Linked DNA regions of Mus musculus: all the other regions are linked to region 4. A link is a contact called in public HiCAR-type and HiChIP or PLAC-seq data. All regions are on one chromosome and are shown on one strand. The core of a region is the stretch at or near the end of the contact, and the rest is flanking DNA. Distances in the headings are between cores, read along the strand shown.

Evidence for each region. HiCAR-type assays count read pairs that join an accessible place to other places. HiChIP or PLAC-seq counts read pairs in DNA pulled down with a chosen protein or histone mark.
Region 1: a contact with region 4 is called in an H3K27ac HiChIP or PLAC-seq map of embryonic stem cells, with 7 times the contacts expected there. The contact joins the promoter of Ubap2 here to the promoter of Vcp in region 4. A contact is called at or near these places in 1 of 39 promoter capture datasets (cranial neural crest), 1 of 484 Hi-C or Micro-C datasets (B cells) and 3 of 115 datasets of contacts at active chromatin or transcription factors (astrocytes, embryonic stem cells and large pre-B cells).
Region 2: a contact with region 4 is called in an H3K27ac HiChIP or PLAC-seq map of large pre-B cells, with 3 times the contacts expected there. The contact joins the promoter of Nudt2 here to the promoter of Vcp in region 4. A contact is called at or near these places in 1 of 39 promoter capture datasets (liver) and 1 of 115 datasets of contacts at active chromatin or transcription factors (large pre-B cells).
Region 3: a contact with region 4 is called in a HiCAR-type map of astrocytes, with 4 times the contacts expected there. The contact joins the promoter of Myorg here to the promoter of Vcp in region 4. A contact is called at or near these places in 1 of 39 promoter capture datasets (cranial neural crest), 1 of 484 Hi-C or Micro-C datasets (embryonic stem cells) and 3 of 115 datasets of contacts at active chromatin or transcription factors (astrocytes, embryonic stem cells and stem cell-derived neural progenitor cells).
Region 5: a contact with region 4 is called in a HiCAR-type map of astrocytes, with 5 times the contacts expected there. The contact joins the promoter of Enho here to the promoter of Vcp in region 4. A contact is called at or near these places in 2 of 39 promoter capture datasets (embryonic stem cells and liver) and 1 of 115 datasets of contacts at active chromatin or transcription factors (astrocytes).
Region 6: a contact with region 4 is called in an H3K27ac HiChIP or PLAC-seq map of microglia, with 5 times the contacts expected there. The contact joins the promoter of Dcaf12 here to the promoter of Vcp in region 4. A contact is called at or near these places in 1 of 39 promoter capture datasets (embryonic stem cells) and 3 of 115 datasets of contacts at active chromatin or transcription factors (astrocytes, embryonic stem cells and microglia).
Region 7: an H3K27ac HiChIP or PLAC-seq map of embryonic stem cells shows a contact between it and region 4, with 9 times the contacts expected there. The contact joins the promoter of Ube2r2 here to the promoter of Vcp in region 4. A contact is called at or near these places in 1 of 39 promoter capture datasets (erythroid cells), 1 of 484 Hi-C or Micro-C datasets (B cells), 4 of 115 datasets of contacts at active chromatin or transcription factors (embryonic forebrain, embryonic stem cells and large pre-B cells) and 1 of 9 other capture datasets (adipose tissue).

What each region holds. Positions count from the first base shown.
Region 1 is chr4:41,273,808-41,276,660 of GRCm38.p6, reverse strand. Ubap2 (ubiquitin-associated protein 2) reads left to right here and starts at 1,526. Exons shown (of 29, transcript NM_026872.1): 1 at 1,526-1,621.
Region 2 is chr4:41,463,800-41,466,499 of GRCm38.p6, reverse strand. Nudt2 (nudix (nucleoside diphosphate linked moiety X)-type motif 2) reads right to left here and starts at 1,352. Exons shown (of 3, transcript NM_025539.2): 1 at 1,320-1,352. Kif24 (kinesin family member 24) reads left to right here and starts at 1,652. Exons shown (of 13, transcript NM_024241.2): 1 at 1,652-1,790.
Region 3 is chr4:41,501,637-41,504,500 of GRCm38.p6, reverse strand. It overlaps Myorg (myogenesis regulating glycosidase (putative)), which reads left to right and starts at 1,426. Exons shown (of 2, transcript NM_001085515.2): 1 at 1,426-1,510.
Region 4 is chr4:42,998,953-43,001,860 of GRCm38.p6, reverse strand. It overlaps Vcp (valosin containing protein), which reads left to right and starts at 1,354. Exons shown (of 17, transcript NM_009503.4): 1 at 1,354-1,699. The coding sequence starts at 1,683.
Region 5 is chr4:41,638,894-41,641,971 of GRCm38.p6, reverse strand. It overlaps Enho (energy homeostasis associated), which reads left to right and starts at 1,670. Exons shown (of 2, transcript NM_027147.1): 1 at 1,670-2,058; 2 at 2,971-3,078.
Region 6 is chr4:41,313,608-41,316,630 of GRCm38.p6, reverse strand. Dcaf12 (DDB1 and CUL4 associated factor 12) reads left to right here and starts at 1,730. Exons shown (of 9, transcript NM_026893.3): 1 at 1,730-2,143. The coding sequence starts at 2,066. Gm46891 (predicted gene, 46891) reads right to left here and starts at 2,289. Exons shown (of 2, transcript NR_168697.1): 1 at 1-2,289.
Region 7 is chr4:41,134,327-41,137,398 of GRCm38.p6, reverse strand. It overlaps Ube2r2 (ubiquitin-conjugating enzyme E2R 2), which reads right to left and starts at 1,378. Exons shown (of 5, transcript NM_026275.4): 1 at 1,153-1,378. The coding sequence starts at 1,329.

The DNA of each region.
Region 1 (2,853 bases), core at 277-2,776, 1.7 Mb after region 4:
AATTTCAGGGGACCCAATCCCATGTTCTGACCAGGCATGTATGTGCTACATATATACATACAGGTAAAACATCTATATATATATGAATGGTATATATGTATATATTTGAAATACATATTAATCAGGCATGGTGGGTGACTCTTGTCTATAATCCTTGAAATACCACCATTTGGGAGACCAAGGCAGGATGACTGCTGAGAGTTAGCGGTCACCATGTACTGCACAATAAGGCTAGGTTAGTCTGGGCTGGAGTTAAAGTGTTTTAAACATCTAAAAAAAAATTATTTATTTAATGTATGTGAGTACACTGTGCTGTCTTCAGACACCCCAGAAGAGGTCATTGGATCCCATTACAGATGGTTGTGAGCCACCGTGTGGTTGCGGGGAATTGAACTCAGGACCTCTGGAAGAGAAGTCAGTGCTCTTAACCACTGAGCCATCTCTCCAGCGCAACATCTATCTATTTATTTATTTTTTAAAGATATGCTAGTGATTAATCTTTATTTGAGTCGGCCTGTGGTGTCACGTGCCTTTACTCCCAGCACTCTGTGAGTTTGAGGCCAGTATGGTCTACAAAGCAAGTTCCAAAACAGGGAAGCCCTGTCTCAAAAAATCAAAAAACAACAAAACTCCATTACTTTTGCTTAATCTCCTGAGGTTAACATCTTTACTAAGAGGTGGATCAGGTAACTTCTCAACAAGGAAAACCTGATTTAGGTTTCTTATGCCAGAAAATAACTTTTCCTTTCCTATTTGCAAAACCGGTCCGATACTAGTAGCCTTTTGGGCTAGAACACCTCTAACATCCCGTTGGCGTTCAAGGAATGGTAGTTGTTTCCTGCAGAAGAGAGTTGGGAATGCAGAAAGCAGTCCACATTTGACTACATTGAAGTCTCGTGGCCTTCAGCCGAGGACGTTCTGGGTGTCTGGCTCAGCAGCTGGCGGTTGGCGTTTTCCCGCGCAGAGGGCAGGGCGGAGCGCCAGCCTCGCAACGTGGGAGCTAGACCCACTCTCCGCCAGAACTACACCTCCCAGCAGGAACCACGCTGGTTCGCTTGGCAGGTGGCACCCATTGGTACTAACTCGGAAGCTAGCCATAAGATGCTCGAATAAGTCAGAATCAGGAGTTGTACTTAGGAGCACGCTGAGAAAAGGCGGTCGTAGAGAGTGCCTTTGCCGCGCAGCACTCTGGGAGTTGTAGTTCGCCCTCAAAACGTCTAGAAGCCAGGCTTGCTTTGAGTGGCTGCACCATGTCACGTGACGAAAGAGCCGCACGCATCGAGCATCTTGCAGTGTTTCTGAGGTCATCATAGCGCGACCGCACGCTTTAATAGTGGGTTCTCTATAGGCGGCGGATAGTACGACCCTGAAATTCTGACCACAAGCAATGTCACCATCTCCGCCGCCTCCACATAGTTCCTCTCGCTCAGCTCCCAGAGCTGTGTTAGCCAGCCGGGTAACCCCGTTCAATCTTCAAGTACTGGCTCCACCCTCTCCCGTGACGTAGGGATCACGTGACGGGCAGGGCCGCCTCTGCCGCCGCCGCCGCTTTGTAAGAGGCACATTGGCAGGTAACGAGCGGCGGCGGCGGCGGGTCCCGAGTCCAACGAGAGCAGCAGCGGTAATTGTCACCCGGTCCCCTTCATCCTGCCTCCCAGGGCCCTGAACCTTGCAGTGTATGCTTTCTGGACCTGGGCTAAGGTCTTCTGAACTCCCAGCCCCCTTTGGGATGCCCCAGCGTCTACTCGGGTGGATCGGGCCGAGCTTCCCTCGCTGGCTTCATGTTTCCGTAGTGTGTCCAGGCCTGAGCACTCTCTTTCCTCTCCCGCTCAGGTTGCCCTGTGCTTCCTGCTCCACCCCCCACCCCCCATCCTAGTTGGCCGGCCCCACCCAGCCCCAGGGGGCGCCTTCCCCTCCCCCCCCTTTGGGTTTTTATCCTGGAGGGTGTGGTTTTCTCTCCCACCTCGGTCCCTGCACGTTGGCAGGAGCTCCTCCGCCACGCTGTCGCCCCATCCGGACCACCTTTCAGCTTTCTAGTCTGGCGCCTGTCCTGGGACTGGTCTTAGTGCCCAACTTCTGCGCTCTAGTCTCTCCCCACTTAATCTGAAGGCATAGTTCAATTTTACTACTTTTCATTACTGTGGTCTTTGGTGTTAGTTGAAACTCTGTGAGTTTCCTCTTCATGCCCTATTGAAGTCTGGTGGTGTCATAGTTTATTTATTCTTTAAGGTGAGGTAAGAGTGCTTGTGAACTGTAAAGCGTTGTTAGAAATTCAAACAAATTCTTTAGCCTGGTGCGTTCCAGCTCAGTTTTCCTAGTCAGCTCTCCCACCTTCCCCCCTGCATTTTCAGGTTTAGTTACCCAGGCATAGTCAGCTCTCCCACCTTCCCCCCTGCATTTTCAGGTTTAGTTACCCAGGCATGTCAACTGTCACCACTTAGGATTCGTGTTTTCTCTTTGGGTTGGTCTTGGAAGTCTTCCTGCAGTTTTTTGCTTTAACATAATCTCGTAGTTTACTACCACTAATACGCCTTTCTACTTTATTTCCAAGGTGCATAGTCTGCCTACTCTTTACTTTTCTCCAGCAATTGTGTACAGTAACAATTGGAGCTTTTAGGTGATTCTATGAGGTACCCAGAGATCATTTATTTGAAGAGCATGCCTTTTTTTGGGAGGGCGTTTTTGAGAGAGGGTTGCACTACCTAGCCAAGGCTGGCTTTTAACTTGAGAGCCTCTTGTCTCAGTCTCTCTAGCTCGCTCGCTCGCTCGATAGTTTTTACAGGGTTTCTTCATGTTACAACCTTGGCTGTCCCCCACTTGCTTTGTAGACCAGGCTGGCCTTGCACCCATAGA
Region 2 (2,700 bases), core at 103-2,602, 1.5 Mb after region 4:
GTCCTGTCTCTCCTGGAACTCAGAGATCCTCCAGCCTCTGTTAGGAATAAAGACATGCACTATCATTTTTATATTTTTCAGGAAACAGCTGATAAACAGTGTTCACACTAAGTATTAGTAATTTTTAAAGATCAACAAGATTAATTCCCTTTAATATATTGTCAATTTTCTCTTTTGAATACTGTATTTCCTTATTAGTAAGAATTACATTTATTCTTTAACTGATTAGTGATTTACTTTTGTTTATGTCTTGTGTGTCTGCCAGTTGTGTGTGGTATGTGGGTGCCTGAAGAGTCCAGAAGAGGGCCATGGATGCCCTGGAGCAGGAGTTGGGAGGCTACTGTGAGCCACTTGGCATGGATGCTGGGAAATGAACTCAAATTTCTCTGGAAGAGAGGTTAAGGGCTCTTAACCACTGAACCATCTCTCCAGGCCCCCGAATCGCTCATTTTTGAGCTAAAAACGAGCACTCCATTAAAGTACATATGAAGCTGCACACATGCTGGCTACTGGATTTGTTCCTACTATGCTGGTGGTTCCTTTTTGACCTGAGAGGCTAGGCCTGGCCAAGCATTTTTTCCCAATAGTCTTTGCAACCCGTTGAAGCATTACTATTATTTTTCACAAAAGGAAAAAAAAAATAAAACTATGGTTCAGAAATATTTTTGAGTAGTTAATCAAATGCAGACACGTCCAATTTCTAACATCATTAAGCTTAATTGCCACTGGACATTAGAACATTTCTGCATTGGCAACTTGACTCTTCTCGATTTAAGCTGTTTCGCCTTTTTTTCTTAAGACGGGAATCTTGTGACTTTCTATCTCTGGGGGCTAAAGAGCACCTGTCACTCTTCCAAAAGATTGGGGTTCGGTTCCCCGGAACCTATACCAGGTGGCCCACACAACGTTTAACTCCAGCTCCTGGGATCCGACGCCTTCTGGATTCTGAGAGCATCTGCACGCACGTGGCGCGCATAGACAGACACAGACACACACACACACACACACAAGTAATAATTTTTACCAAACGTAAGATCTTTTGGAATGCAGGCAGGGTTTAATCGATAACTACAAAGCAAGCCTAGGGAGAAGATATGATTGGCCCGCTAAGTCCCAAAGGTGAATCTCTCTGCCTCTGGGATTCTTCCGACCCACGCCCTCACCACTGAACCTAGTCCTCTCTGGTGCACAGAGATAAACCGAGGTCCCGCGAGTGGATGGGGCCTGGCCTACACGCGCCTCACTGCCAGCTCCGTCCCCGCAGCAACAGGTCAGGAGCCCGCGACACTCCCCACGCCCCCCAGCCCCACAGCACTCACCCGTAGCCCAGAGGCAGGAGGCGGTCCTCGAACGGAGACGTAGCGCGCCAGCCAATCAGAAGAGCCCGGCTGCACTTCAGACGAGCCACAGAATTGGGCATCAGGCGCTTCCACCCGCCCCTGAGGCGTGGTTTTTTGGCTGGGACCGTCGCGAGATCTGCCTCAAGCTGAACCATTGGTGGAGAATGAACCGCCCCCTTCCCCTTCTGATTTCTGATTGGCCTTTTAGAGGAGAGGTGACAGGCTCTGTGAATGACCATTGGTCGGTGCTGCGGGACCGCGGGCGGGCGGGCGTCGGCGCGCGCGTTCGAACTGGCGCTTGTGGCGTTGCCATGGGGATGTGGCCTGGCGGACACCTAAGGCGGGTTGACCGGACGCTCTGCTAGCCCGGCCTTAGGGCTTTCTCCTCACCGCACTATTTCTTCGGTCCTCCCTGAAAACTGACTGAGGAGGAGCCGGGATTGCCCTGAGGTGAGAAACGGTGGCTTTAGCTTGAGCCCAGGCTCTGCGCCTGCGCGGGAGCGGGTGCTCCTGTCTGCGAGCGGCGCGAGCCGAGACCGGTATTTGCGGGGTAACTAGAACTTGGCTTCTCGGGTTCTTCGAGGGTTCTCGCGCTCTCTCACGTTTCATCTCCCTGTCTACCGCCTCTTCAGCAATTACCTCGACCACCACCAGCTTTGAGGCTTTTCTGAGTACCCCAAAGGCCTCTTGCCTTTGAGACACGCTCTTCAGAGCGCTTCGATTGGACTTTCGGTTGTTTTGTGAACTTCCGCAAACCTCATTCTCCTTTTTTCTCATATAATTTTGACCTCTGAGATAAGACAAGCCTTTCCACAGCGTCTTACGCATATTAGTTTTTTGTTTGTTTGTTTTGTTTTTTTAAGGAAATATTTGTTCAGTTGGCTTTCACTCACTACAAATAGATTCAGTTATCTTTCTGCCTTGTCCCATTCAAAGTCGATTTGGGGGCAGGTGGAAGAGAGAGGACACCCTAATCTCATATACAAGAGACAGAAAATTCAGCGTTGGCGTTCCCACGTTGGGGGCAGGAAGACCTGCTCAGTGTGGGTGGCAACATTCCCAAGGCAGGGAATTCTGAGCAGTAATAGAGTGGAGAAAGCAAGCTGACCGCTAGCATACATACATTACTTCATTATTTACTGCTTTTCTTTTTTTAAGTTTTTGTTTGTGTGGCTTTTGTTTGTTGGTTGGTTTTGAGACAAAGTTCTCAATCAGAGAGACGTGCTCTCTCCACATTGTAGTCTGGCCTACAAGTACCTCTTCTCAAACCCCTAAATGTATTTGCTTATAACAGGCCATTCTGTCCTTATATGCCCGAGGATTTCCTCTTGTTGTTTACTGACCACCAACTATCGTAACA
Region 3 (2,864 bases), core at 177-2,676, 1.5 Mb after region 4:
TCTAACTAAAGGTTGTCACTAATAGAAGGAGCTACACGTTATATTAGGGTATAGTGGGCATTGCAAAATACCGAGCAGAAACTGGGGTACTGCTAGTCTGGTCCTGAGTGCTGAGAACTGACAGTTCGGAACATAGGCTCTTTGGGTCTACAGGATCCCTCCAAGGCGTTCTTGACTGGGGTATTGACAGTGGGAAATGGGAGCACAGGTCATCCCAGAGTTTTTAAAGCCATTTTTACACTTTATCCATAACACGTGGAGATGAGAGGCCAACTTGAGGGAGTCTACCCTCTCCTTCCCAGCCTGGGGGTTCCAGAAATCCAACTTGGGTCAGTGAGCTTGCTTTATCTGCTTTCTATTTTCCAACCCTGTGCCAGTTCTTAAAAGAATACAGCTCCCCAGACCTTGAGGGAACAGATTCCTGAAGACTCCTGTCTTAGTCACTGTTCTATGGCATGGTGAAGAGACGCCATGACCATGGCAATTCTTTTTTTTTTTTTTTTTTTTGTTTTTTTTTGTTTTTTTTTTTTTTTTTTTTGGTTTTTTGAGACAGGGTTTCTCTGTATAGCCCTGGCTGTCCTGGAACCCACTCTGTAGACCAGGCTAGCCTTGAACTCAGAAATCCGCCTGCCTCTGCCTCCCGAGTGCTGGGATTAAAGGCGTGCGCCATCACGCCCGGCCATGACCATGGCAATTCTTATAAAATAATTTAATTGGGGTTTTACTTACAGTTCCAGAGGTTAGTCTGTGATCATAGCAGAGCATAGCAGCAGGAAGGTATGGTGGAGAAGCAGTTGAGAGTCCTCCCTTCTGATCTATAGGCAGAGGACTCTGAGCCTGGAATAGGCTTTTAAAAAGTCAAAACTCACCCCCAGTGACATACTTCCTCCAACAAGGTCACACTTACTCGAACAAGACCATGACTCCTAATCCTTGTAATCCTTTCAAAGAGTGTCATGCCCAGGCCCTAAGCATTCAAATATATGAGTCTGTGGGAGCCATTCGTATTCAAACCATCACAGATACGTCTTCCCCCCTTGCCTTGCTGTGCTCTTATACACATAGCAATCCTAGCATGGCGTTGCAAGAACCCTAACATTCAGCAAGAACCCCAACAATCAGCCACTCCTTCCTTCGGAACTACATCTCCCATAAGGCCTGGGGATGAGCCAGGCTAGCAATGGTCTGGCAAGGGCGGCGCCTGAGGCGGGAGGTGGAATCAAGCTAGAGGCGGGCCCAAAGGGCAGATCTGGGGCGGTGAGAAGAAAGTCTGTGCAAGGCACGCAGAGTGGGGGAGGGGCTGAGCGCCAGGGGTGGGGCTGGAGTCCCAGGCCTGAAACCACATTGGACGGCTGGGAGTGGCCTAGTAGCCGGAGGGCGGGGCGCAGGAGGGGCTCCACGGTGCCCAGCCAGGCAGCAACCCGCAGGGCTGTGGCTGATCAACTCCTGCTAGCGTAGAAAGATCAGCCGGAGGACCCTTCTCCCTTTCTTCCGTGTGGCGGTCACTGAGGTAGGTGAACCTAGTGGGAAGCCTTTGGGTCCCAGTGAGGGTGGTGAGTTTTCTAAGGAGCACACAGTTCCTGAACTTGCTCTAGTTGGTGGAGCGTCCCTGGACACCTGAACCCCTCCTCAGGCCAGAGCTTCCCAGCGGGCTACGGGCTCCTTGCCCTTCCCTCTGCCCCTTTGGATCGTGTGGGGTGTGGGGCCACCGGTGGGTGTGAAGTATTCCAGGCTGTGTTAGTGCAGTTACTTGATCCTTGTGGATCCCGTCCCTGAGCAGGGGAGGGAGATGGGCAGGATCGAATTGCCTTTGACATTTCCACTCCCCTCCCAACTGTGTCCGACAAAGGCCTCTGCCTCAAGTGGCTCAGTTATGCTGAGCTGGGCCCGCCCTTAAACTGTAGGCTTGGGACTTGCAGCCAAGACTGAGGTTGAGTGTGTAGCGAACAAGAGTTTTCTTAGGCTGAGCCACTCAGCAAACCCCACCTGCTAGCCTTAGCCTGTGTTGGCCAGCTGGCAGACTCGACAGATTATAGGGGTCTAGAACGCCACTAAGACTGGAGCCACAGAGTTCCTCCCCTCGGCTACAATAGCAGATGCCATTAAATTGCCCCTTTCACACCCCTAAAACCGTCCTGATCTGCCCGAGGCAAGCTGGATCTGCCGCAGCTTTTGAAAAGACAGACCTCACCCGTCCACACCCATTCTCATGGTGGAAGGTGGAGGCAGGAGGTTTGGATCCCAGTGGGTGGCTTCTGACGAGCTGTGTTTTCCCATCTATAAAATGGACAACAGCTCGCAGTGTTGCTGGTATTGGACGCTATGGGGTCATTTGGAAGAACATGGTGAGGCCCAACCAGGTGGGTGTTTAAATCTGTGGGCGCCAGTCCTTCATCGAAACCCTAATGGGTTCTGCCTGAGTTTTGAAAGGGCTTTGGAGGATATCATGGTGAGCTTCTCAGGCTCCCGGGGGTCATAAGATAAGACCAATTTAATATGTAAGCATTGGGGCTTAGGGAGTCTTTCCTATTCAGACTCAAACCCTCTCCTCTTAACCCCTTGATGCCCAGGATGTAGCCTTGCTTATGTTGAATGAACATAAGTGTACAGTAAGCCAATTTGGGGCCCCTGTAGTCTTCTTTGGGTTCCACTCAGCTTTGAGAGTATCAGTAAAAGACACTGCTACCCAAAGGAGGAGAGGGGATCTCTAACTTGTGTTAGAGATCAGAGCGGAAGTAGAGGCTGTTCCAGACTGTGCTTGGGTAGTGACCTGAGAGATTAGAGAGCTCTAGGGGGTGCGGGGTTTGGGGGAGAGGATAAGGCAGGGAAAAGAATGGGACTGAATCGTGTCTTCTAGAACCAAA
Region 4 (2,908 bases), core at 105-2,604:
GCTGAGAGGCCCTGTCTTAAAAATATTAAAACAAATGGAGTTGGGGTTGGGGAGATGTTTCTCAGAGTAACTCCATCTGTACAAACATCTCTCAGGTCAGTCTGTGTGGGTAGGAGGTGAAGGGTGAATTGAGTCAACCAGAGCCAACCAACCATCTTTTGACTATAATGAAAGTCAATGGATTGTCTTTTGGGACACAAGGACCTTAAGTCACAGCACTTGGTTGATTTTCTTGCTCTTGGGCACGACTGCATTTCTGAGTGTTCTGCAGTTGTCCTTGACTTGCATGAACCTCAGTGCTCTCCCTCCCCAGATAATATTTATACTCTATGGTAAGGAGTGTGTACTCCCAAGGCCTGAGAAACTGCAAAACCTGCATGATTACAAGAGAGTGCAAGGGCAATAGGGTGAAGTAAGAGCTGGGGTGCTGATTCAGAACTGGGGTCCAGAGAAGAAGAGGGGGTGGGGTAGGTGGGGCTAGGTTTTTGTTTTTTGGTTTGTTTGTTTGTTTGTTTGTTTGACTCGAGTTTAGTTATGCAGCATTATCTGGCTTCAAACTTTCAATCTACCTTTAGCCTCTGGAGTACTGGGATCTAGGATGTACACCACCATACCCAGCTAATTTTACCTTTTAAAAAATTTTATCTAATTAGTTTTGAGACGGGGTCTCACTATGTAGCTCTGGCTGGGCTGGCTGGAACTCTTTTTTTTTTTTTTTTTTTTAATAGATCAGGCTGACTCAAAAGTCACAGGTTGCTGCCTGCCTCCGAAGTGCTGACATTAAAAGCATGGACTACCACATTGCTTTTAAAATTTATTGAAATACTGTTTGGGACTAGAATTAAAGATATGGTCTTGTATCCTGGGTTGATCTCCATCTATTAGTCTTCCTGCCTCTCATCTTCCCAACTACTAAAAGTACAGACCTAGTCCATCAACCACGCCCTTGGTTGGAGCCAGTGTTTTAAAGGAGCATGAAGGATTTTAGTATGGTGGAGTAAGAGGATCCCTAGGATTGGCGAGAAATGAACAATGTGGGCTATTATTACAACCCAACTAAACTAATAAGGGTTCAGGCCTTTGTGCGAGGTTCTTCCAGCTGCTTATAAACTAAGGAGCCAATCAATTGAAGCCAAGTAGGAGAGGCCTCCTCCGAGGGATAAAGAGGATATGGCCTATTGCCTTTGTCGATTGGTCAAGACTCCCTATCCGTCGAGGAAGCGTAGTGCTGCGGCCAATTGACGTGGCGTTACTAGGCGTGTTGCAGCCTTGAGGCGGGGCCAGGCCACAAACGAATTTTCTGATTGGTTACGGTCTGCGGGTTGCTGGGGAGAGGCACGGAGAGGCGGGCACGAGTCCCAAGGCCGGCGCTGATTGGTTGGGGTTAGAGCAGCTTTCCTTCCGATGATTCGGCTTTTCTCGGTTCAGTCTCCGTGAAGCGTTTGCAGCCGTCGTTTGATTAGTCGCTGCCCCCCTCGCGGATTAGGAGCTAGCGTCTCCCGCCCGCCCGCCTGCCGCCCCGGTGCCCCTGGGAGGAAGCGAGAGGGAGGCTGCCAGAGGGTTTGTCACTGCTGTTGCTCCTCCGCCTCAGCGAGTCCAGCCCCGGCCTAGTCGGTCGCCTGCCTTTCTCATAGCCGTTACCCTCAGGCCGCCACAGCCGCCGACCGGGAGAGGCGCGCGCCATGGCCTCTGGAGCCGAGTAAGTGTCTGCGCGCGCCCGCCCTCCCGCTGGCTGCGGGGGCGCGCACCGTGGGACCCGCCGTGCTGGCTAGGCCCGGTCGGGCCGCGTCGGAGAGTCTAGGCCGGGAGGGAGAGAGAGGGAAGGAGAGGCCAGGGACGAGGGAGGGCCTCAGGCCGGGCTGTGCACCCGCGCGCCCCCTAGGTCGGGTCCGCGCTGGGCCTGGGTCGGAGCCTGGACAAGATGGTGCTGTGTCATGCAGGCCCCGACCGCCTGAGTAGCTCCCTCGGCGCGGCGGCCCCGGCCTAGTTAGACTTTGGGGTCCACACTCCCTGCGTGGAGACCTTTGGCGCTGGCACGCCGGTCGGCCATGTCGCCGACCACACGCAGAAGACCCTGAGCCTGAGAAGGGAAAACACTGCAAGCCCGAGGCCGCGACTGGGCCCGGTGGGCGTGGACTTGGGGCCACGTGAAGGCCTCAGGAGCCCTGAGACTCTAGGGAAGGCCGGGCCAGGGAGATCTGAGGAATCCAGCCCGGTCTCGGTGGATCTGGGACGGTGTCACTGCGGGAAGTTGGCATCTTCTGAACTACGTGTAGTGAGGGGCTGTTAGGGAGAGGGCAAGTCATGCCCTTCTCAAATGGCAGTTTTTCACTGTGGGAGACCTGTTGTAAACACCCGGAAGTTTTAACTAGGGGCTTTTTTTTTCGTTAGTGTTTTGCTTTGTGTATATATTTTTGTTTTTGCTATGATCGGAGGTGGCTAGAAAGGAGTTGGTTTTCTTTTATTTTTAGGCGCTGAAGTTAGAATCCGAGTTGTTTTTATTCTTTGTATCTTAGCTTTGAGAGCTTGTAGGTTAGAGTTGGCTTAACTCTTCAAAATAAACAGATCTCTATCCCCAAGCATCTATGTTGAGTCTCTGGACTCTTATAGCCCCACCTTCATCTTTCAGAGAGCATAAAATAAAACCTAGCCATCTCAGCCCATTTAGTTAGAAACTAGAGCTTCCCATACAAAAACAAAGCAAACAAAAAACTAGCAAGTGTAGGAAAATATACAAACCCAGAGGTTTTGAGGCCATTAGGTGTTTTGAGTGTTGTAGGTTTCATTTCTTTGGGATGAAGTATTCACTCAGTTGTTTGGCTAAAAGGACTTTTTTTTTTTTTTAAATAGCTAGGCTAGGATGGGTGGTTTTGTGTACATACATAATCCCAGAACCTGAAAGAAAGGC
Region 5 (3,078 bases), core at 421-2,920, 1.4 Mb after region 4:
TCACAGTGCTGCAGCTGGTAACCAGTTACCCCAGAATGTCCTCTTCTTACTTGCCCTGCCTTCTGAGTTCTGCCTACTGATGTACCTCAATACCCCAGTGTGTTTCTGCTCTGTCAAGGATGTATTTTTACTCCCTCATCATTGTGAAAGGTAGGAGTATCTTTCACTCTCAAATGCTTTTAAAACTCCTTTCCACCCAATGGCCCAAATCATCCTTCTAATTTCTGGCTATGATCACATCACTCCGATGATGCTCAAAATTCTTCAGTGACTCCCCACTGTTTCCAGGATGAAATCTGAACCCCTGCGGCTAGGTCACAAATTCACTGGCATTATACTCAGATGTGCGACCATATGTCTCTCTCTTTCCTATAACTGATCTGATCCCTCTCACAATACCCCCACCCTGCTGGGTAACAGGGGGGAACTAAAATTAATCCATCCTGACAAACTCCACGGGGTCCGTAGTTTATTTTAGACAGCCTCTAACACAGCAGCTTCAGATGATTCAGCCCTTGAGATGGCTTTACACTCCCCTTTCTCCTTTTCTTGGAAGGAGGAGCCCTGCCCCTTAGCCACCTGGTCTTGGCTTGTCAGCTGACATTTGCTGAGATGTGGTTGGTATGGTATAAATGAATTAGTGAGAACCTAAGAAGTAGCTATTACTATGACAGTTTTATTGAGAAGAAAGCTTCGTTTAAGAGAGTTAGAAAGTGGAACCAGGAACCAACACCACTGTGACTCCAGTATGCATTTTGCTGTGAGTATAGTATTCTGAGGGAAGTTAAGGCTGGATGTGGGGCCATGGGTCTCTGACTGTCCATGGACAATATGTGATAGAAGCCACACACAAGTACACTTAAGAATCACTAAAGGGCCAGAAATGTAGCTCCTTGCATGTGTGAGCCCTGCTACTTAAGGGTCTGAGAGGGGAAGGCCTACTTGACTGCTCCTGTCCAAGCTACCTTGGTCTCAGAACTGTTAGGATGGAGAGTCAGGCCATCCATGCCGTCTGGATCTAGTTCAGCCAGAGCTGGGCCATTCTTCAGGTGTCTCAAGTTCCCTCCAGCAAGCCATGCACAACCCTGTGACCAACACTGGGTGAGAAATCAGTAAAACGCAACAAAGGTCATGAATTCCCAGAGATCACACTGTTATTAGGACTAGGGGCAATCTACAGGCGCTGTAAAGTGGACATGAGGTACTCTACACTCTACTGGGAGAGGGATATGTAGAAAGATGATAGGTGAGGAGGGTCAGGTGTGGAGGCACATGGACTTTCTCAGATAATAGAAACAGACTTCTCTCAGATATGGAGGGGTGGACGCTTCACATGTGGGGGTGCATTCCAGGTGTGGAAGATGCAAGAAATCCCTGCAAAAAGGTGGGCTGACCCTTCACCTTTTCAAGGGATGGATCAAAACAAAGTGGCCCCTATATACCCCTCCTCTCACCCTTCCCAAGCCCCTCCCTCCTTCTCTCCTGCACCAGGATGGTCGTGTCCCACCCCAGAGCACAACCAATGGCGCGGGAACTTGGCCCGGACAGCCAATTGAACGGCGGCAGCGGCACAGAGATGGCTCCTCCCCCAAAGGGCCGCAGGCCGCTGGCCACTCACGAGGCGGGGCTCTCCGCTGTTTTTTGCTGCCCGCCGAGCTCAGCCGAGCTCAGCCGACTCCCTCCCGCCGTAGCCGAGCCCAGCCGAACGCAGCCGAGCCCAGCCGAACTCCTCGACGCTCCTGCCGCCGCCGCCCGAGTGCTGCCGAGCGAGAGAGCGAGCGAGCGAGCGAGCTAGCGGCCCCGGCCGCGGAGGAGGCGCCGCCCCAGGGGGAGGAGGTGCCCGCTCTCCGCAGACCGCCCGCGGCAGAGGCCGGCCCGGTCGCGCCCCGGCGGGAGCGGCCGGCGGAGGCTGCGCGGCCCAGGGGGAGGGCCCGGGGAGTGGACGTCGCCCCTGCCCGCCTCTCGCCGCCCCCCGCCCGCAGGCTCTGGAGCCTCAGTCGGCGCTGAGCATCCCGTTGTCCCGGACCCTCTCGCGGGCGCGCACCGGGCTCAACTCAGGTAAGGGGGGCTCCCCTACGGGCAGAGGGTCGAAAAACAGAGATCTTGGACGAGTATAAAGAGGCAGTGACCCACACAGAGACAGAGAGACACACAGCTTGGAGGAGAGATAGACACAAAGGCAGAGACACATGCAAGACGCACAGAACCACCGATACCGACCCCATGGAGACCTGTCCCCGAGGGCAAAGGGACATGCAGTCGTGAAAAGAGACAGTGATACACAGAGAGACTGGTAGAGAAATGAGACTCAAGACACTCAGAGATAGGGACACAGAGAGACAGGCAGCCACACACCTTCAAAGAGGTGTGTTTGCAGAGGCAAGGATGCAGATCCAGCGAGAGACAGAGGGACAGGAAGATGTACGTTCAGACACACACCTGATCCAGAGAGGCAAAGTCCCAGGGAAAGGTACACCTAGGCACACAGCCTTGGGTATACAGAACCCACACGTTCCTGCCAGAGCCTCCACAAAGTTCCCTCTGTGTGAGCTGGCACCTCTGCAGGTCTCCTGGACTGGCTGACTGCAGCCCTCAGAAAGGAGAGGATGCCCTAGCCACTACAATCATGGTCATAATCTTCCTCCTGGGCCTTAAGCCACCTCAGTCCCGCCCACCAACAGCACATCTGAAGGGCTAGAAGCATGGTGGGCAGGGCTAGGCTGTACCCACCAGTTCCGAGGAGAATGAGAAAGAGGCTGCCTGCCTACTATAGCTTCCCCACTCTGGCTGCACCACAGCACCCAGGGGCTCAGAGCCAGGCCTGAGGGCGGAGGTGCTGGCTTTGTGGGGTACCTGAGACTGCTGGGACTCACTGCTCTCTGCCTGAGGCCAAAGATGGAAGCTGTCCCCCTAGGCTTCAGCCCACTTCTTCCTCCTCACCTCCGTCTACTTTCCTCTGTACTTCCTCAGGCCCAGGACTGCAGGTGGGCATCTTCCCTGCCAAGAAGTCGCTGTGTGTGGACAGGACAGCCACCTTGGATGGTTGGCCACCCCAGAGTTGTGCCTCGGCATGGGCCT
Region 6 (3,023 bases), core at 481-2,980, 1.7 Mb after region 4:
TAGGGGTTAGTTGCAGTGCTGATCTGGGGTGGTGGCACATCATTTCAACCTGGAAAACAAATCAAATCTTCTTGTAGGCAGAACGGCAGATGGGCCAACACAGTTCCCTGGAGGTATGAGGCCTGAAGCTGAAGGGACCAGCAGGTAACTGGGCACCACAGCCTGAGGCCAGTCAGTCTCAAGCAAGAACATCCTGCTTCCTCCAAGGGTTTCTTTGCCTGAGGAAAGTGGAAGCTGGCACTCACATTCCTTCAGGATCTTCGGAAAATGGAGGCAAGGGTGATCCCGCTTTGTTTGGTGACTGGTGCCAGTCCAAACCGGACATGCCAAAAATGACCACTCTCTTTTCTGTGGTTCAAGATTTCACTCCTTAATGGAGATCAAGGCTGGGCTCCGAGAGAAAGGCAGGCAATGGCATGAATTACAGCGATGGGTCTATTTGCTGAAGCACAAGGACAGTGTGACTTTGACCTTGCAGACCTAAAAAGGGTGGCATTTTATGAAAGAAAGTGACTTATTAGATGTGGTTGCACACACCTTTAACTCAGCTCTGGGGAGGCAGAGGCATGTGGAGCTCTATAACTTTTGAGGCCAGATTGATTTATATAACATGCTGCGTTCCAGACCAGCCAAGACTATACACTGAAACCCTGTCTCAAAAAAAAAAGGAAAGAAAGAAAAGGAATAAATAAAAGAAGGGGAAAAGTGACTTGAGGTTTAGACAGGAGTCAAAATAGACAGGGAGCTGGAGAGTAAAGAAGTGGAGAATGGAATCTGGGGACTCCGTATGTGTGGGGAGACCTGTGCCAACAGGCATGTGAGGCAGCCTGCGTTAGCTCTGGTACTTTGATGTGGCAAAAATCTGACCATACTGCTGCCTTCCTACCCTGAATCCATCTTGAAGGAGTGTGATGTGGGGTTCTCTGCCTTCCTTAAAGTGTCTAATCTTTTGTGCCCATTGACAGTTTGTGAGAATGTTGGGGGAAAGTGCTAAATGTGAGGCTACTAGTTACAGGATTAAGAAACGTCTTCTGAGGTATAAGGAAGGGTCAGAACCTGGGCCCTAGCAGCCTTAACTCATTCTCAACAGGCCAACTAAAAGACAAAGTGTAAGGGGAAACTTGAAGAAAGGTGTTAACTCGGTCTCATTGGAAAGAACAACGACGGGACATTCTCTTATCCTAGTCCATCTTAGGGGCTGACGTGTGGTTTGTTTAGGCTTAAAGGCAACAGCTATGCTTAAGTAAGCAGTCGTCGGCAAGGTGTGGTCGCATCCATCATCTGTTCGCCCAGTTTCTCTGGGAAGGTAGTCTGACAAGTTTTCCCAACTGTGATCTATCTTTCCTGGAGTCAAGTTCCTCTATTGGCTGGCATCTGTGCCCTTGTCCTTTCCTTCTCCCAGGAAAACTGCAATTTCTTAGAGTCCAGTGTTTTAATAGTCTGATTGCAATCTGGCAATCAGGGTGTCTAGAATATCTTTAATCCTACCATGATGGTTACAGGTTCAAGATTGGTCCCGCAGCCAGGCAGCTCATGCTTACTTCCGCATGCCAGAGGATGAGCTGGCTGAGGTCGGAAATGTCCCGACAGAAGGCTGGATTCCTTTGGCCACAGCTTAACCGCCATTGGCAAGAGGCAAGCGGAAGTTCTCCGAGGACATCAATTCTCCTTGCTGCGCTTAAGTCCCGCCCTGCTGGTCTGGGCGGTGTCTCCGTGGCGACGTGCTGCTATGTGCGGCTGCGCAGGAGTGACGGGGCGCGGGCGAGTGGGAGGGGGGTGTTTTGGTTCTCGCCGCTCGCCGTCCTTTCCAGACACGGCGGTAGGAAAGCTGCTTGTTCCTGCTTTTCCTTCCCCTTCCCTTCCCCTTCCCCTTTCCCAACCCGGATTTTCCCTTCTTCCATTTACGCGCCTCATTTTGATCGACTGCTGCCCGGGATCCGAGCCATTTTCCGGGCCGGGCGCTCGAAAGCGCGCGGCCCCAGGGCCCGGTTCATGACCCGTCGCCCTGCCGCCCCTTGCCTTCTCCGCCTCATGTGGCTGCGGGGCCACGGCGGCGCTGCCCACTATGGCCCGGAAAGCAGTTAGCAGGAAGCGGAAAGCGTCTGCCTCGCCAGGAGCCGGGAGCGACGCTCAGGGCCCGCAGGTGAGGGCTCACAGGTCTGGGTCATCACCTAGCAGGGGCTTAGGGCGTTCCAGCTGGGTTCAGGAACCTGGGGCCAGGGCGGGACGAGAACCGGAGCCGGGACTGTAGAGCAGTGACCGGTCCTTCTGCAGTGTACTGGCGAGCAGGCGGGCCGGAAGGGTGAGGAGCCAAAAGAAAACTACAAAATGACGCCTTCCGCTGGAAGTCAGCAGCTAGGGATAGAGAGCTTCAGGACCTCCTCGTTCCTGGAGGGAGGAGAAAATGAAGACAAGGGGAATCGGAAGTAAGACCGACCTTCCGAAGTTACTGGGAAGGAGATTGAAGTGGACCTTCCAGTGGCACTAGGAATAAGGGCCGATGGTCTCTTATCAAGGAAACCATCTCCTAAACTGGGTGCAGGCCCCTTTGGCTCTTTAGACATCTAGAAGAAACACCAGGTGTCATCTCTATATTGCCCCCTTTGGAGAGGAAGGCCTCTTGGACTTGGGATTCCGACGCAGGTTACCCCGTTGGTATTTGATTTTTCGAATTCTAAAACTGCCCGCAGCGCAAGTCGCGCGGAGTCAGATGAGCGGCCATTGACTGTACATCCCTGGAAGATCCGAGACCCCAGTCTGGCTCTTTGAGCTATACTCTTTATGCTCTACGGGGTGCACAGGCGGAGAGGGAGAAGGGGGCTGGGTAGAAGTGCAGCCCAGGTGGGTTCTGTAATATGGACTTCATTTCGTAACTATCAAGGACACCTGGGTATATGTTATTTCTGAGCCCTCCACTTTCCTCAAAGGTTTAGTTAACTTTTTTTTGCCCTGTTTATCCATTTTCTAAGTAGTCTTCATTATGAGAGCCTTATTTCAGTGCTAGCCGAGTTAAACTGTACTTT
Region 7 (3,072 bases), core at 129-2,628, 1.9 Mb after region 4:
CGAAAACTGACTCATTGGCCTATTTTACCTAATTTTGGAAATAAAATAATAAATGAATTCCTAAACACCCATTCCCTCTGTCTCTACCCCCCACAACATCTTCACTCAGGGATTCTACCCTCCAAATAAACTGCTTCAGTCAAATCAAGACAAAACAAAACAAAACAAAACAAAAACAGTATCTCCAAGTACTGAACTCAGAAATAATTAATGGAAACAATGTCTATATAGTGGCAGCCTAAGGAAACACTCCACCATGAGAAAGCCTATCACCTCGGATGCAGCTCATCTGTGGGACGACCCCATTTGTTGGAGCTAACCACCTAAGCAAAAGCTTTTAATCTTGTCTCTCGAAAGTGGGAAACTATCAATCTGCCTGACGCGTTCCACCCTTTGTGGATGTTTGTACATGGAGTGTGTGGGGGGGGGGGGGGGGGTGCTAGTAAACTTGGTAGGAAAGGACAAAGGGCATTTTGGAAGCAGCAGAGACTGACTATAAAGTAAATGGAAAACGAGGACAGAAAGAGGACTAAATTAAAGTCCCCTCGAGTGGATGAACAACAAGACAACGGCCAGCACACCACCCTCCCTTTTTTGGCCACCCCCATGGTCCTCTTCCTTATTACCACCTACTGTAATCAAAAGTTGGACTACCACTACCCAAGACCAACAAATCCTCCAAATGTCAGGGCACTAGCAACACGGGCAATGACAGGCTAATATTCCTCCCCCACACCCCCCTAAAAAAGAGAAAAGTCCAATCCAGTAAGTGCAGGTCACCCTGCCCTCTGGGGCAGTTCCAGCCTGCGCAGAGAAGGCTCAGATGGGTCCGAGAAAGAGAAGCTAGACCATCCCTATTTCCACACACCCCTCAGCTGGAGAAACAAAACAAAGGCAGCCCTCCTTCCCGATAGCCACTACCCCAGCCAAAGAGGCTTTTCCTATTTCCCGGTGCAGTCTGGCCTCCCGCCCCCGCCCCATGACAAAGAAAAGGCACTTGGTGAGCAAGGCCTTCCTGCCTCTACGGATGGGGGAGGGGGCTGCGAGGTGAGGAGCCCCCACCCCCCACCCCCGGCTCCCCCGAGCTCACGCTCCCCGCCAGCGGCGGAAAGCCGAGACCGGGGAAGCTGGGCCGAGAAAGGGTGGCGGTACCTTGAAGTAGCCGCCTTCGTAGAGGGTGTTAGGGGGTCCGAAGATGGCCACCTCCCAGTTGTAGAGGTCGGACTCATCCACCAGGGTGATCCGGAAGCCCTCCACCGGTTCCTCCTGCAGGGATTTCAGCTCAAGCATCAGGGCTTTCTGCGAGCTGGTCATCTGCTGCTGGGCCATCGCGGCGGCGGCGGCCGTGCGGGGCCGCGGCCCCAGTCCTCGCGCACCGGCCGGGCCGGACCAGGCCCCTCCCCTCCGCTCGCCCTCGGGCCGGGCCGGGCCCCTGTCTGTCCTCACACGCCTGGCGGGGCCGGACCAGGCCCCAGACGGCCCGCGGGCCCGCCCGGGGTCCTCCTCACTCACGACTCGGGCCGGCCCGGGCCCTCCTCACACTCGGGCCGGGCGGGGGCGGGCCTAAGGGAGTTGGGGGAATCCGCTCCGGGCTCCGGGCCTCCCCCCCCCGGAGGGGGCCTCTACTTATGGGGGGGGGAGTGGAGGTGGAAGCGAAGGAAGGCGGCGGAGGGCAGACGATGGTGAAGACAGGGGTGGGGGGGCCGAGGCGGCCCGGGATCGCCGTGCTCGCTCGCCCTCTCGTTCTCCGCGGGGGCCGGAGGGGCGCACGAGGGAGGGCGCGCCGTGCGCTGGGGTCTCGGGACGGCGGCGGCGGCGGCTGCGCGGGGGGAGGGGCGGAGGAGGAGAGCGAGAGCGCCTCGCGCCGCGGGAGCAACAGAGCAGAGAAGGAGGGAGGGAGGGAGGGAGGGAGAGGAGGAGGGGCGCGCGCCGGGAGGGGGGCGGCTCGCGGCGACAGCGGCCCGGTGCGCGTGCGCGCGCCCCTCCCTCCCTCCTTCCCTCCCCCCCCCCCCGCCCTCCTCGCTGTGCTCTGCTCTACTCTGCTCCTGCCTGCTCGCTTCTCCACTCCCCCCTCCAACCCCCACCCCCAACCCCGGCCAGGCCCCACGGTGGCTGCGCTTTGTGACGCTTGCGCGTGTCCCCCACCCTTAAAGAGCCAAGCGGAGGTGGGGATCAAGGGCGGGTCGCAGAGGATTACTTTGGGCCCTAAGTGACGGTTGTGCGGCTGGACGCCGCGGTTCCAGAGGCGTGTCCCGGAAGGAACCTCAGCTCCTAAGGCTCTCAGCACTAGCGCCCAGTGTGTCCCCTGGCCTCCGCAACCTTCCTGTGAGGAGCCCTGGTCCTCCGCATGCACCCCTCGGTGACACCCAGGCTGTGGTCCTTACACTTAGTAGTGCTTCAGTAGGTTGTGTCTCCCACCTCAGGGGAGGCAGTCTCCCAAAGGAAAGCTAGAGAAAAGCAGGCAAGCTCCCGCTTCCTTTTACCGAGAGTAAGTAGTAGGTTGTGTAGAAAGCGGAGAGAACTAATGTTGAGCCCGATTACGGGGCTTCCATGAGATTTGGGGAAGAGCGCTGGCTATAACTTAGTCTACTTCTTTGCAAAATATTGATGTTGGCCTAGTGTGGCCTTGGAAGGGGACAAAAGCAAAATGATCAGTGTGAGGCCAACCTGGTCTACTTAAGTAGTTCCTTACCAGTCAGTACTACATAATGAGACCCTCTCTCTAAAAACAGACGGCTGCGGTGGAGCTTTTTAACTCTACGGATCTACCTGGCCGTGGCGTGGCTAGGGAGACACAGTCTTCAGTTCCTGGATTAGAATACTCTAGGATTGTTTGCTATAATGGTGGCACATACTTTTGATTCCAGCACTTGATAGGCAGAGACAGTCTGATTGTGAATTCAAAGATAGCCTGGTCTACATAGCAATTTCCAGGCAGCCAGAGCTACATAGAGACCCTGTCTTTAAGAAAGAAAGAAAAAGAAACAAAGAAACAGAGAAAGAAAAAAGAAACAAAGACCTCAGAACACCGAGACAAGTTCCAACCCAAACATTTTGGGTTCAGAAAGCTTC